2 separate regions of the Sus scrofa genome follow, and region 1 is linked to region 2. Evidence: chromatin contacts called from public HiChIP or PLAC-seq data. All regions are on one chromosome and are shown on one strand. Each heading gives the region's core, a stretch centred on a gene start, on an enhancer-like site or on the middle of the called end of the contact. The rest is flanking DNA. Distances are from core to core; before and after follow the strand shown.

The links. HiChIP or PLAC-seq counts read pairs in DNA pulled down with a chosen protein or histone mark.
Region 1: a contact with region 2 is called in an H3K27ac HiChIP or PLAC-seq map of skeletal muscle, with 4 times the contacts expected there. The contact joins two enhancer-like sites. A contact is called at or near these places in 2 of 47 Hi-C or Micro-C datasets (embryonic fibroblasts and skeletal muscle) and 1 of 2 datasets of contacts at active chromatin or transcription factors (skeletal muscle).

Annotation. Positions count from the first base shown.
Region 1 is chr14:45,733,985-45,738,070 of Sscrofa11.1, reverse strand. All of the region lies in intron 2 of TTC28 (tetratricopeptide repeat protein 28), which reads left to right. It also overlaps a transcript of CHEK2 not described here. Among named protein-coding and RNA genes, the nearest start is that of TTC28, 190 kb to the left of the region's middle. Within about 2 kb of position 1,655, at least 62 of the 83 cell types and tissues checked have an H3K27ac peak or open chromatin away from gene starts, as enhancers often do. A contact at or near this core is called in skeletal muscle, where this site is marked.
Region 2 is chr14:45,471,654-45,475,721 of Sscrofa11.1, reverse strand. All of the region lies in intron 6 of TTC28 (tetratricopeptide repeat protein 28), which reads left to right. Among named protein-coding and RNA genes, the nearest start is that of PITPNB, 220 kb to the right of the region's middle. Within about 2 kb of position 2,506, at least 8 of the 83 cell types and tissues checked have an H3K27ac peak or open chromatin away from gene starts, as enhancers often do. A contact at or near this core is called in skeletal muscle, where this site is marked.

The DNA of each region.
Region 1 (4,086 bases), core at 406-2,905, 260 kb before region 2:
AATGAAATCCAATTTCTATAACAATATTTTTTTATAATATTATTGCTAAATATAGAGGAGTGGAGTCCAGTCTTGATTAAAATTTTTATCTAGTCAAATACCTTAAATCTTTTTCCTTCAAAGTCACACTTTTAGATTTTATAGCCCTTTGGTTTAGAAATCTTTTCTATTCCTTTTTTTCTCCTGATATAATTCACAAATCTAGGTTGTTTGAAATGGTTTCCTGATTCGATAGGTCTGTTCTAGCTCTGATGCCTTGGAAGCTGCTGGGGGCCTCTGAAACTGTATGCTTGCTTTTACTTTTTTGCTTTGGAGCAGATGTCGTGGCACTAAGACCCAGAAACCATTTGCTCTGTGTGGCTGGAGCTGGGCAGGCTGTGCTTGCACTAAGGGAAGGAAGTCATTAGTGCAGACTGAGCTGTGGAGTTGGGTTCTTGCAGGATTTCCTTCCAGCCTTTCCCCACTAAGGTTCTTGGGAATTAAAAAAAAAAATCTAAACACACAAACCAAGTTTTCCTATTTACAGTGTTCAGGGAAGGTAGGCATTTCGGAAAGAGCAGATCCTTTCCCCAAGTTATCCAAGAAGGAAGAGAAAACAACAGCGTAAAGAAGCTCTGATTACAGATCTTTGGAATTTTCTTTGCTAAATTTTACAAACGAGAAATACACCCAGAATTTTGGGAATTGCTCCAGGCTGCGCGTGAGGGTTTGATTGCTTGTCTAATCTTTTTTGAGAAGAGGAGAATTCGCCAAAAGGGGTTTGGATGGCAGAAGCCCGGCTGGGTTTCTGCAGCAGCTTGCGTGCTCGATCTCTCTGAGGGAGGGTCTCTGTAGCCGGCTTGGAGACCCCCTGCCGCAGGCTTCTTTCGCAGACACTGGCCTGAGGGGAAAATGCTCCGCTCTGGCTGGAGTACGCTGGTTGCTGCTGGGACTTCCTAGCCCGGTGGGAAGTGTGATCGTGGTTTGGGGATACTTTCCATTGAACTGAAGGCGAAAAGACTGGACTCTCCTGGGCTTTCTCCCTTCACAGTGAATATGGGAAAGAATTAGGGGGTGGGAGGGAGGCAGCATGACTTGCAGTCGCGGCTGCCCTGCATCTGCCCCCAGCCCCCAGCCAGCATCTTGATGTTCCACGTATCGGCTGTACAAATATGATGAAATGGCAGCCCCGGAAGAAGGTAAGTGTCCCGGAATGGGGACGGGGCCCTGATGCCCGACTCAGGGAGGGGTGACAGGGGGCGGTTGCCCTCGGGCCCCTCCACCCCTTCCATAGTTTGCTGGCCGGGCAGGTCCAAGCAGATCTGTCCCTTTAGGTCTTAGGCCAGTCCCTTAGGGACGAGTTTACCAAGTCTGGTCTGCATCCACTGCCCTCTTAAGTTTTTCCTTCTTGGTATGCTGGGACTCTCAAGGGTGACAGCTCAGAAACATCCCTCTGCTTTAGAAGCCTGGCGGAACCAGCGACACATTAGCTTTGCAGGAGCCAGTCAAGAGCTGCCAGGGTCTAAGGACTCGGTGGCGCCTCGTCTATGGGGGCCATTTGGGGCTGTATCCCCGGCACATTCCAGTGTCCCCTCAGGTGGCTTTGTAGCACCTACTTCCCCAAGGGGTTAATAGGCTCTGAGCCGCTGGCAGCCGCTTCCCCAGGGCCCCGCTGGGGGGCGAGCATCCCTAGTACAACCGCCCAGCAGCTGGTTCCCGGGCAGGGGGGCTGAGGGGCCTCCAGTGTGAGGGCCGGGGGCTGGGCCTTCTGCCCGCGGGGCTCCTGGGCGCCGCGTGGGCCCGCATTGAGTGCACGCGCCGGCCATTGTCACGGGTGTGTGTGCGTGTCAGCGTGCACGGGCGTGTGTGCATCGATCGTGGGGAAGAGGGGGAGGGGGCACTTTGCTTTTTGTGAGATTATTTCCTAATATGGCTCCTTTGTTGAGAACTCAAGGAAAAAAAAAATCCAGTGGTTCTATGAAAATAAATTGCTATTGGTCCCAGAAATAACGTTTCTAAATGTGGGACCGGTCGCTACCCCAGGACGTTCAGGGAGAAAGACAGCTTTCTTCAAGTTGTTGGCGGCTGTAGCTTTGGTTAGGGCTCCCTTTTGCTAACTTGTCTGTCTGGCGCTGTTAGGTGAACCTAGTGGTTCCCTGCATAGCAGGACTTTTCCCCCTTCTTCAAATACCTCATTTGGCCGTGGTTTTTATTGACATTCTTCCGAAGGAAAACATAGCAAACTGAATGTGCTGTGCCCCTCCCCAGCAGTGACCTGTCTCTGTTAGCAGCTGCCTGGTGTTTTACTTTAACTAGCTAAACTGACTCTTTCTTTGTGGCATGATGTGTGATACCATGTTTTACATCAGAGATGAAATAGAAATCATGTGTGAAATGCATAAGAAGATATTGTGCATTTGTTTTATTACTAGAAAATCTAACAAACCCTCCTTCAGTACAGCCTGGTGAATTGAAAGATTTTTTTTTTTTTTTTTGATATCTAATTTGCTGCCTGAAACGAAGTCATTTCTACCTCATTCTGAAGTCAGAATCTCTCATATATTAGTTCTTATCATGGAGCTTCTTTCAGTGAGATTGGTTTCATTTATTTCAGTTAGATCAATACGTCTCCCCCCCCCCCATAAAAATCAGTTAGGATGAGGAGAACCCATAGAAGTAACCATATAATTAAGCAATTAAACAGATGCTGTGTATTCCTGAAGCCCTAACTCCAATTTCTTCTGTATTTGTAAATTACATATTTATGAGTACTTTTAAGATGTCTGCAAACTATACATTCATAAATGTCTGTTTTCTCTATTGTACCCAATATGCAGTAACTCATGTGGTTATGTCTGTGGAAACCCCTCTGGGTACTGGTATTGCTTGAACCACGGAAGTATTATTCTTGGCAGTCAGGTGTATTTCTGGACTCTGGAAGATTCTGTTTCAAGTGTTAGGATTCACTCTGCAGTATTTACTCACTCTCCGATGCTTAAATTGCTATACCAGAAGGTTGTGTTTATTCACTGTGTTCATAATCCCAAATCATCATGTTATAAGGATCCAGATATCCAAATTCTGCAAAGTTCATGGAAGATTAAAAAATAAGCTGAGCCATCAAATACTGTGTGATAATTTGGTGATGGCTTGAGAACCATTCCTCCTTCTTCTGCATGGGATTGGAATCTTCCTTGAAAGAGTATTCAACTTGGGTAGGGCACCAGTAAGCCTTTGCAAAGATTAGGTTCATTTTTTCACTCTTGCAAGAATATTCACATGATCAGATCATGTCGTGGTTTCTGGCTGGGTCTGCTAACACATTTGTAGTGGTAGAGTCACATGCCATGTGTTTAGTCAAACTGTTTCATAAAAACCATTTACACTGCAGATGATAAGTGATACTGCTTTGATGTGATTTTAACAAAGCTAGGAAGATCATCTTAGAATGCCGCCCCAAGCAGCATTTGCTATAACTAGGCTTATGACTAAGATTGGTTGGTAACTTGTTATGGTGCTCTGTCAGCTGCTACCAGTGCTGACTTTTGTAAATTCTGGACTCACTGTAAGAGAATGACCGTAGGTTCTAGGTTTCTTTGTTTCTAACTGAGCATGCAGTGGTGGTACAGGATTAAAGGGCTGAAGGGGAGCTCTTTACTCTTATTTCCTCTGCTTATTTTCTGGGTTTAAATAAATACTAACATTTAAGATAATAGGCTCTGGAGTATTCAATTAGAGTTTGCTACCTTTTCACAGAGAAGCCACCGGAACATGGTTAATCATGTTAGCCATAGCTTTGCTCCCTCACTTCTGGGTACTAACACCAAGATGCTCTTCTTCCCACTCCTTCTTGAAGAAACACAGTGATTTTATCTACCCCTGAATTCCTAGAGCATGTAGAATCTATGCCCTTTTAGGCTGGTTGTCCTTTACTGATAGTAACCATTTTTTTTATCTTAGCTTCAAGCTCCTTGAGTTCAGAAACCATACTTTAGACCTCTTTTTGGTGCCAAGGATAATATACTTGCTCAATAAATATTTATTTGATATAAAATTAATTAAGAACTACTCCTTTGTAAAACTTTTATTTTTAGGGTGGTATGAATT
Region 2 (4,068 bases), core at 1,257-3,756:
AAGTGCTTAAAGGAAAAGTACAGAGTGGTTTCAGAAATTATTACATGAGATGTAATTTTAATTGAGGTGGGGGTGTCAGACAACTCTTTTTTAAGGAACTGGCCCCAATTTATGTAACTAATGCCATTTTATGCCATTCTCACCCTTCACTCTCACTGTTCTTCAAACCTCCGAGCTCTTTCACTGCTCCATGGCTTTCCTCGTGCCTTTTTTCTGCTCCTAGTAATCTTTCTCCTTCTGTCAAGCCTTTGAAATCTGGCTATTCATCCAAAATTCAATCAAATGTCACATTACTCTAAATTTCTCAGGCTCTTCCAGGAAATTTCGTGTTTATCTGTGTTCCTCTAACACTTTGTATATAGCACTTATTTGGTATTATAATTATTTAAAATTAGATCATAAATGCTAAAAATGGGCAGGATATGAAGCTTAGATTTTTTTTTGTGGCCGTATTATCTAGTGGCTAATAAGTGGCCACACTATGCATGTTATCTCGAGTAGATAAAGGACGATGAGAGCCAAGAACCATGGGAAATGCCAGGAACTAATAACTGGAGTCTGAAGTTCAAGTAGTTACTTACCTCTTCATATCCACTGTGTTCATTCATTTCTGCCTCGCTACATTCTTTAAGTCAAGGTATAACTCCTGCTACTTCTGATTCTATAGCTCGGATTCTGGGAATGATGGCAGCTTCTGTACACTTTATATTGGACCTTCACATTCCCATTGGTATAAATGATCTCTAAAACTATCTACTGCTTTAAAAGCTGAGATTCTATGATTTTTCCATGGAAAGGCAATGTATATGGAAGCTGAAACTTAAGTTCTAAAGGCTTTTAAATGAACCAAAAATATAATCAGCTTGAGAAATAGTTAAACCAGCAGGTGGTGATTAGGTTTTATGATACCATTTTAATTTTACTCCTTGTGGTTAGTAGGAATACTGAATTGAGTGGATGTTTCTCTCTCTCTCTCTCTCTCTTTTTTTTTTTTTTTGCATAGTCCTTTGCCTTATAGCTACATGAGACAGTCTGGCTAGCGGGCAAACTAAATAATATATTAACCTTACTGGATCTTTGTCCAAGAAGTTTATAAAGCATTGCTAAAATAAGGCCTTTTGTGCAGGTTTGAAGAACCCTAATATTTATTACTTTTTGGACAAGAAAATTACTAAGATATCACATTCTCTTTTAAGTACCTAAACTTAACAGTTTGTTCTCGTCTGCATTTATCTTCTAGTCTTAGAAAGCCAATATTAGTTTCACTTTTTAAGTATTCAAATAACAGTTTCCATAGAGAATATATGAAAGGCCTTTGTGATCTCTTCAACACACCTTTGAAGTGGCATAAAAGTCATGATAATAAAAGTCATTTCACTTATGGAATGCCTCCAGTGTGCTAACATTATACTTGGTGTAGCTTCCTCTGAAGTTTCATTGTTTAATTTAAAAGTCAGAAAGATAGGGCTTATTATTCCCATTTAGAAATAAAAAACTTAAAGAACAGAGGGGATAATTTGGCAAAGGTCCCACAGCAAGTGTGGGGTTTGATCCCAGAGCTGCCTGGATCTAAAGTCAGTGCTCTATATACTGTGTCATGCTGCCTGCCTCTCTAAAGAGAATGGATACAATTATTTAGGAAAGAGCTGAAGCTCTCATGTTTTTAAGTGACTAGGACAACTTGACCTTGTAACTGGAAAAAACTAGAATTCAGTGTATTTTACCCAAAGCTTCTTTTCATTCTCATTCACTTGTCCCCATTTGAACGCCCAGACACACCTAGAGACCGAATGCAGGGCAGAAGCATGGCTGCTCATAGACCACAGCCTAAACTTGCCCCTCTTCTCTAGCATGAAATCCACAAGAGGCTTAAGTATTTAAGACTCTCTTCAGCATAATTAATAATTTCATGGTGCCTTCAAAAAGTAGCTTTCATCGAGAACCATTTTCAGCTTGTTGTTTCAGAAATTCTTCTTAAGGCTCTCTCAGACACAGCAGAAAATGCATTTGTTGAATTGGATTAAAGCCGGAATGCGACTTTTAGTTGGTATTGCTGACTCAGCCTGTCCCCACTTGACTTTCAAACAGCCTTGTTAGATTCTGAATACAGGCTCTCAGTTTTCAACACGTTTCAGAAAGTGCTCCTTTCTGCCCTCCTTTGAAGAGTTAAGTTGCTCTGGGAAGTGAACACTTTCATTTTCTAGTAAAAATTGCATTGGTGCCATTTAAAATATTTCCAAGAGCAATTAAAAAGTGAAGTAAATGCTTTGTTGTTATGTGTCCAATGTGCTTGCAAAGCAAGTCCTCATCAGAACAACCCCAGTGGCAAAAAAAAGTAACAGATTTGTGTTCTTGAGCCAGAATGTCTGAGCTGGCCACTGATTTCAAACAACAGCAAATTCTGTAATTGACTTTCCCTGATTCAAATGGAAGGTCCCATCAAATCCATTATCTAATACCGACTAAGACAAAGATGGCTTGTAACGTGGCCCAGCTGTTGGAGTGCTCTGGAGGGAGATGTAATATGCTCTGTGACTCAGTAAGCAGAAGGTAATGGACTAAAAGTTATCAAGCCCTTCATAACAAGGAGATCTGGAGTTTAACCAGAAATTTCAGACTGTCAACCTTAACAAAACAGATGGTGTTCTCCAGTTCGTGGCACCATCCGGCGAGCTGGCATGTCTGCCTTGACAACTTCTGGTACTTCTTAAATGCCTGATGGAGAAAGACATTTTCTTTGTTATCAGTGAAGAACTCATACTACTTTTGTGTGTAACAAAGGGAGTAAGAAGCACCTGTGCACTAAATCTTTCTTTGAATTACTATTAGAATCTTTCTCCCCTATTCCCCTCTATCCTCCAGGGCAGTAGAATTCTACATAAGAATCCAGCTGAACTGTTCTTTTTCCTGGTAATATAGAAACCACTTGGATCATATGCCGATTTCTCTCCATTTTAATCACTAAGATGCCCCATTCACAAGTGGCCCCCCTTCACTGCCAATGTGATGGGATTTTACAGTGTTGTTTAGCTAGGGTGACTATATAATTTACCATGGGGACAGTCCCAGGTCCCACCAGGATATAGGCTATAGAGTCACCTATATCTAGCATGCTTGTAAAGAACCTGACTGCTAGAATCAGATGGCCAGATTTTGGATCCCAATTATATCACTAACTGGCTTTGTGACCTTGGACAAAATGCTTAGTTGCTCTCTGCCTCAGTTTCTTCATCTGGGAAATGGGCATAATTACAGCACCAATCTCTCAAGATTGCTGTGAGGATTGAGTGACTTAATATGTATAAAGCCTTTAGAACAATGCCTGACACATAAGAAACACTCAAAAATCTTTTAATCTTTATCATCATCATAGTTTTATATCATGTATGGGAAGATATTAAAAGAAAGGTACTGAAATACGTAGCCTCACCCTTCAGGATATTCTGATCTATTGAAAGTTGAAGGTGGTTATCGGGCGGCCTGCAATACATGTTGTTATTTGATCTCTTCATCTCTTTTTCCCCCAGCTTTATTGATATGTAACTTATACTTAACATTGTATAAGTTTAAAGTGTATAGTGTGATTATTTGATACACATGTATATTGAAGAATGTTTTACCACAATAAGATTAGTTAACACATCCTCTACCTCACATAATTACCATTTTGTGTTTGTTGTTTATGAGATCATTAAAGCCCTACTCTCATAGCAAGTTTCAAGTATGAAATATAGTATTATTAACCTTAGTCATCATGCTGCACATTAGATTTCATGAACTTACTCATCTTATATCTTAAAGTTTGTACCTTTTGACCAGCATCTCCCCATATCCCCCACGCTTTAGCTACTGGCGACTATTATTATACTGTTTCTATGGGTCTGATTGTTTTTAGACTATACATATAAGTGAGATTATATACTATTTGTCTTTTTCTGTATGACATTTCACTTAACATAATGTCCTTATGGTCCACCCATGTTGTCTCAGTGACAAAATTTCCTCCTTTTTTATGGCTGAGTAACGGCCCATTGTATATTTGTAAAATACATTTTGAAAATCCAACCA